2 separate regions of the Pan troglodytes genome follow, and region 2 is linked to region 1. A link is a contact called in public HiChIP or PLAC-seq data. All regions are on one chromosome and are shown on one strand. The core of a region is the stretch at or near the end of the contact, and the rest is flanking DNA. Distances in the headings are between cores, read along the strand shown.

Region 1 (2,936 bases), core at 206-2,705:
CACCGTGCCTGGCCCATGTGTTCTTAATTTGTACTGTATCATGTCTTGTAAATTTGATTTGTGAGGGAAATTTAAGCTTTCTAAGATGACATGAATTCATCACATTCTAACTGATGGCCTGAAGTGGTGAGGAATGTTACACGATGCAGAAAGTTGATATCCCTCCGCTTCTTACTCTTTTTTTTTTTCTCCCCCGTCATACAGGTGAATATGACCATCTCCCAGAACAGGCCTTCTATATGGTGGGACCCATTGAAGAAGCTGTGGCAAAAGCTGATAAGCTGGCTGAAGAGCATTCATCGTGAGGGGTCTTTGTCCTCTGTACTGTCCCTCTCCTTGCCCCGAACCCAAAAAGCTTCATTTTTCTGTGTAGGCTGCACAAGATCCTTGATTGAAGATATATTCTTTCTGAACAGTATTTAAGGTTTCCAATAAAATGTACACCCCTCAGAATTTGTCTGATTCTCTTGGTTCTGACAACATAGTCAACACTGAAGGGTTATGTATTTAATTTTAGTTTTAGAGACACGGTGTCTGGCTGTGTTGCCAAGACTGGTCTCTAACTCCTGGGCTCGAGATCTCCCACCTCAGTCTCCTGAGTAGCTGGGGCTACAGGTGTATGTAGTCTCACATCACCAGCACTGTTTTCAACAATTAGATTTTTAGAGTGGCTGTAAGAAGCAGTTTCAGCATGAAGTGGGCCATGTATGTTTGAAATTGGTCCTTAAAAATAGCCATTCTCTTTTGTTGATGGACAACCGTACCTCTTGTGAGGGGTTTCCTGTGGGTAGTGTGATCTTAGTAGGGCCTCAGTTTTGGGCCTTTTGTTCAATACAAATTGATTTTTTTTTTTTTTTTGGCCTCTATTCCATGTGGCACATCCCTACTTCTTGGTTAAAAATAGGCCTTTTTTGAAGGGCATATTGGGAAAAACTCGTTTTAGAAATAACTTATTTCCAGGGGTTAATCTGAGTTTAATGAATTAAATTTTCAAGAAATAGTGATGAAGAATACTGATCTTTGTTAAAATGTGATCAAAAGGGTTCTCTACATCTTGGTTAGGCCTTCATGTCTTCAGAAAGTGTACTTAACTACTTCCTGACATTTTGGGCAAGCCTAAATAAAAGTTGCTTGTGATTCCTTGAGGCTATGCAGAGGCATATAATACCATAAGGCCTAGTCCACCCTCTGTGAAGATCCCCTTATGAAAGTCCAGAAAAGATAATCTTACAAGGGAATAGCAATTTTCAGAGTTGCTGGCTTGGGCTTCTAAACTAATGAAGTTAGGTTATTTTCCCTTCATTTTAGCCGACTGAGAGGTGCAGGGGTAGAAGGTATATTTCACCATTTCAATTTAAAAGAAGCGTGCAAGGTCAGATTGGGTTCCTCTTGTGTTCTTTTCCGGGACCAGACCCATCCTACTGCCCTCTCGCGGTAGCACTGGAGACTCTGCAAGAACTCTGATCCCATTTTCAAATCCATGAAGGCCATTTGCTGGGATGTGGCTCTCAGTTAAAGACTGTTTACAGACCAGCTGGGGCTTTTGTCCTGGGGAGGAGCCTGTATCTACAAGCTCCACCCGCTGAGTCCATCAAGTTAGGTAGAAGCTGGGCGGGGACAAGCTGAGCTCCAATTCAGAGGCCCCTGGGGGCTGAAGGTTGGGGAGGGCTTTTGGCGCGGGGCCAGGGGTGGAGTAGGGGCCTCTAAGCTTCCTTCCATCTGCCTATGACGTCCTTGGCAGCAGCCTCTCCCGCAGTCTCTCCTGTGTCATGATCTGGACAGAAGGTGGAGCCCCTGAGCTGCTTGTGCTGGTAGTTTGCTCCTAGAAAAGCTGGGATTTGGGGAAATGCTGAGTTATGGGGGTGGGGACACTTCCTCTAGGTCCTGACTCTGGAGTGGGTAAGAAGCTGGTAGAAAAAGCCCTAGGGTACAGGTCAGCCCTTTCTGCTTTGTTTTCTCACGTCACCCGATACAGACCTGGGAACTGAAATCCTAAAGGTCTTTTGCACCCCTCCACCCCTTCCCCCAACATGTTCACGTCCTTCAGCGTTTATCGAGAACCTTCTCCCTCTCAGTAGCTGCAACTATTTGTTTCCTTCCCCCTTTGCCGGCCTCTTCTACCATGCCACTGGAGTGTCAACACAGCTCTCTAACCTTCCTCCATATTTCTCCTGGTCTGCCCTGTCCTCGCCTCCTCCCTCTCTCCACCCAGAGAAAGCCCCGCCCTTCCCTCCTCCCTCCCCACCCCAGTCTGTCACACAGGGACATCACCCTACAGCAGTTCAGGCTGTGTGGTTCGCAGGAAGCATACACTGGCTTTTTGATTCTTGCTAGTTCCCAGCTCACAGTTTGGGAGGATCCAACACCAACCTTTACGTGAAGTGGGGGCCCAAGGACAGTGAGGAGCTGGGTGGTCCCAGCCTGGAGCTGTGCCAGCCTGACATGGGTGAGTATGGGGACCAGCCCCGGGGAAGGCCTGAGGGATGCCTACTCCCTCCCTGGCTGACTCAGCAGGGGTGGGGCCTAACCTTTGCTCATTTGGGGGTTGAAGGAGAGGAAACAGGACTCTGGGGGACGGGGGGCACAGGGCTCAGCTAGCGAGGCTGCCGACCACGGGATCCTGAGTATGGGCAAGCCCCAGTTCTAAGGAAGAGCCTGAGACGCATCTTAGGCCAGGGCTTTCCCAGCCCCCTCCCCGCCGCCCCGTGGAGGATTGCCCCTTCTCCTCCCCATTTAAGCTGTTGAGATTCAAGGAAATTTTGACAGTACTCACTGCTAGCCCCCACAAAAGTAAAGCCGGCTTTTGGCAGTGCTGGAAGGTCTTTAAAATGCCTCCCCTCCCTCTCATTTTTCTAAGGCCTTTTAAGTCTGTCTTCTCTCCTCCCCCACCTTGACCCACCTTCAGGTGGGGGCTGCACTGAGCAGCTGCTTCCTGT
Region 2 (2,936 bases), core at 319-2,818, 120 kb after region 1:
ATAATTGTCCCTTTTGTTTCTTTTTGTGGCAAGAGGAGCTAAAGTCTGCTCATTTAGCATGAATCCCATATACAGTACAACTTTATCATCTATAGTCCTCATGTTGTACATTGGATCTCAGGATTTGTTCATCCTACATATCTACTACTTTGTATCCTCTGACCTATAGCTCCCCGTTTCCTCTCCCCTCTACCCATATTTCTTCAGGATATAAACAAAATGAGTACCACACAGACTAAGCCCATAAATCAACATTAAGTGTTTTGGGTCTAAACATTTACCCACTGCATTGATCAGACACTTGTGTTTAAACCCACCTCTAATGGTCTCATTAGGCACATGAGAAAGCAGCAGGAATCGTTCCTCACCCTCCAACATTCCATTAGATGAGCAAAAGATTCCCTAAATGTCTATGTCACATTTTTTCTTCAAAGAACAGCTACGACACAAAGAGAGGGTAAAGCGTCTTCTTCCTGCTACAGCATGAAATTCCTCCTAATCAGTATGCTGTGCGCCCTGAAATGCCAGAAACTGCCAAATATATTCCTTGTCAAATATGGACAAGATTGTCCATCTCTCCCCATGTGCCCAAGGACAGCACAATTCTCTGGCAGCCATGGGTTAATCATAAAGACTCCTAGGATCACTGCAAAGTCTGGCTATCTGCAGAGGTCCAAGTATCAGTTCAAATACAAGATCCAAAGTATCACAGCGCTCTGTGCCTTAATCCCAAGGTGCGATGTCTCTCAAGACTCCTTCTCTATAGGCTGGGTGGGGTAGGATCTGTAGTCTAGAAGAGTATACCCAGCTCTTGATAAACTGTTGTGGTTTCTCTGACTATCTATGATTTCAGCTATCTAATACTACTGGTGGTATGGGTAGGAGGGAAGGTTGGGGAGAGAATGGAAACAGTTAATCAAAAAATAAAATAATCTTGTGGGGTGGGGTGGACTGGGGGACAGGGTCTGAAATGACATATTATCCTTGTGGAGATTGATACATCAGCAGGAAGTCAAACTAACTTCATTTCATAAGGATACAAACTTGCAAGCTTGATTTGTTTTTAATTCCCCTGTCTTTTCAGGCCTCGCAGAGACTGAAAGTTCCCTGAACTCCAGAACCAGTTGAGGAAAGATGCAGAAAGCAGTAGTGGAAAAGGGAGAAGCGCGGTGAGGAATTAGGAATCTTGAGAGAGGAAGCCCCTTCCCCTCTTTAAAAAGAATGTAAAAACCAAGGGCATTGCAAGATCCCCAGAAAAAGAAGTAGCTAGATACCAAAAAAGCGCTTTTCCCTACCTTCTTGTTGTTTCTATTGTAGCCAAAAGTCGAAATCCCGGGCCTGGAAGTCACGGATAGCAGCATTTTCTCTTTAATGTTAGGGAACGAGTGAGAGAGAGAGAGAGAGAGAAAGGGAGGGGGTAAGAAAGACGGGGAGGGAGGGAGGAGGGGAGCGAGGGAAAGGGGGAGAGGGAGGGAGGAAAAAAGGGAGGGGGAGGAGAAAGGAGGAGAAAAGGAGCAGGAGGAGAGAGATGAAGGGGGGCTGCGGGCAGAGAATGAGCTCGGGCTGCTCCTTTACGTCACTGAGAGAAGTTAACAGAGTCTGAATGAGGCAGAGGCACTTCCACTGGGTCCTAATGCCCAAGATGGTTTTTTTTGTTTGTTTTTCATAGTCTCAGGAGTTAAAGCTAGAAAGAAGAGTTCTTAGGTCTAACCCCTTTCAAATTTATCCCCTTTCCTCTATGAACAAGTTCCGATTCTCATATAAAGACAATGAGGGCTTTATTTCCACCCTTAGATCTCAGCTATAAGATTTCAAGGTTGATTTTAATGGGGCTCCTGAGACATTGCCTTGGAGAACACGCAAAAAAACAAACAAACAAAACAAACAAACAAAAAAAAAAACAGAGTTAGAGTGTGTGAGATAAGCTCAGGGCTTCCCCTACTTTACACTTACAGTGATTTTTTTTTTTTTTTTTTTTTTTTTTTTTTTTGAGACAGAGTTTTAGTCTGTCACCCAGGCTGAAGTGCAGTGGTGCAATCCCGGATCCAGCTCACTGCAGCCTCCACCTTCCGCAATTCTCCTGCCTCAGCCTCTCGAGTAGCTGGGATTACAGGTGACCACCACCACACCCAGCTGATTTTTGTATTTTTTAGTAGGGACGGGGTTTCGCCATCTTGGCCAGGCTGGTCTCGAACTCCTGACCTCAAGTGATCCACCCACTCAACCTCCCAAAGTGCTGGGATTACAGGCATGAGCCACCACCCCTGGCCCATTTATAGTGATCTTAATGTACAAAGGAACAAACAGAGGAACACACCAAAGAGCAGGGCTAAGCAAAACAGAGTATGGGGTATAACTAGTTTCAGATCCTTAGATGTGTTTCTCTTGGGTCATACCAATGGGCTGATGCCCCTCACTCCTATTTCAGATTCTCCGAGGAATGAGTTCATACTTAAGAAGGAATTATCAAACTGGACTATATCATGAAACTTGGTGCCTTGTCATTTCTCTAACAATTGCAGGCTATCTTATTTAACACTTTACCCTACTATTTCCTCATCTTTAAGATCCATGAAACTGAAACAATTACAGTAACTCACCAAACCTGGAGTTTATGTCTAAATTGAAGTCTACAGTTGGGATGTCTGCTTTGAGTTGTCTTTGAGCTGTTTAAAAAAAAAAAAAAAAACTTAAGAAGCATATGCTTCAACAGAATAAAAACACAAAATTCTTAGGAAGGAATACAAATTTCAGAGTCAAGAACCTAATAGAGTTGCAACACTTACCTCTACTAGTTTCCAAAGAATGTCTTTGTAGGCGTAACCTTAACAAGAAAGGAAACCAAAAACTTAAGAATGATATCCAGTAACCCCTACCAATCCAAGTGCAATAGGGATGTAAAATGAAAGCCTTCAAATCCCTTCATAAGGCCACCT

Evidence for each region. HiChIP or PLAC-seq counts read pairs in DNA pulled down with a chosen protein or histone mark.
Region 2: a contact with region 1 is called in an H3K4me3 HiChIP or PLAC-seq map of stem cell-derived excitatory neurons, with 3 times the contacts expected there. The contact joins the promoter of RBMS2 here to the promoter of BAZ2A in region 1. A contact is called at or near these places in 1 of 7 Hi-C or Micro-C datasets (stem cell-derived neural progenitor cells) and 1 of 1 datasets of contacts at active chromatin or transcription factors (stem cell-derived excitatory neurons).

Annotation. Positions count from the first base shown.
Region 1 is chr10:39,375,019-39,377,954 of NHGRI_mPanTro3-v2.0_pri, forward strand. It overlaps BAZ2A (bromodomain adjacent to zinc finger domain 2A), which reads left to right and starts at 1,456. Exons shown (of 32, transcript XM_063786535.1): 1 at 1,456-1,811; 2 at 2,335-2,446. It overlaps ATP5F1B (ATP synthase F1 subunit beta), which reads left to right. Exons shown (of 11, transcript XM_009425096.5): 11 at 205-453. The coding sequence ends at 305.
Region 2 is chr10:39,490,503-39,493,438 of NHGRI_mPanTro3-v2.0_pri, forward strand. RBMS2 (RNA binding motif single stranded interacting protein 2) reads right to left here and starts at 1,569. Exons shown (of 13, transcript XM_009425104.4): 1 at 1,296-1,569. The coding sequence starts at 1,361.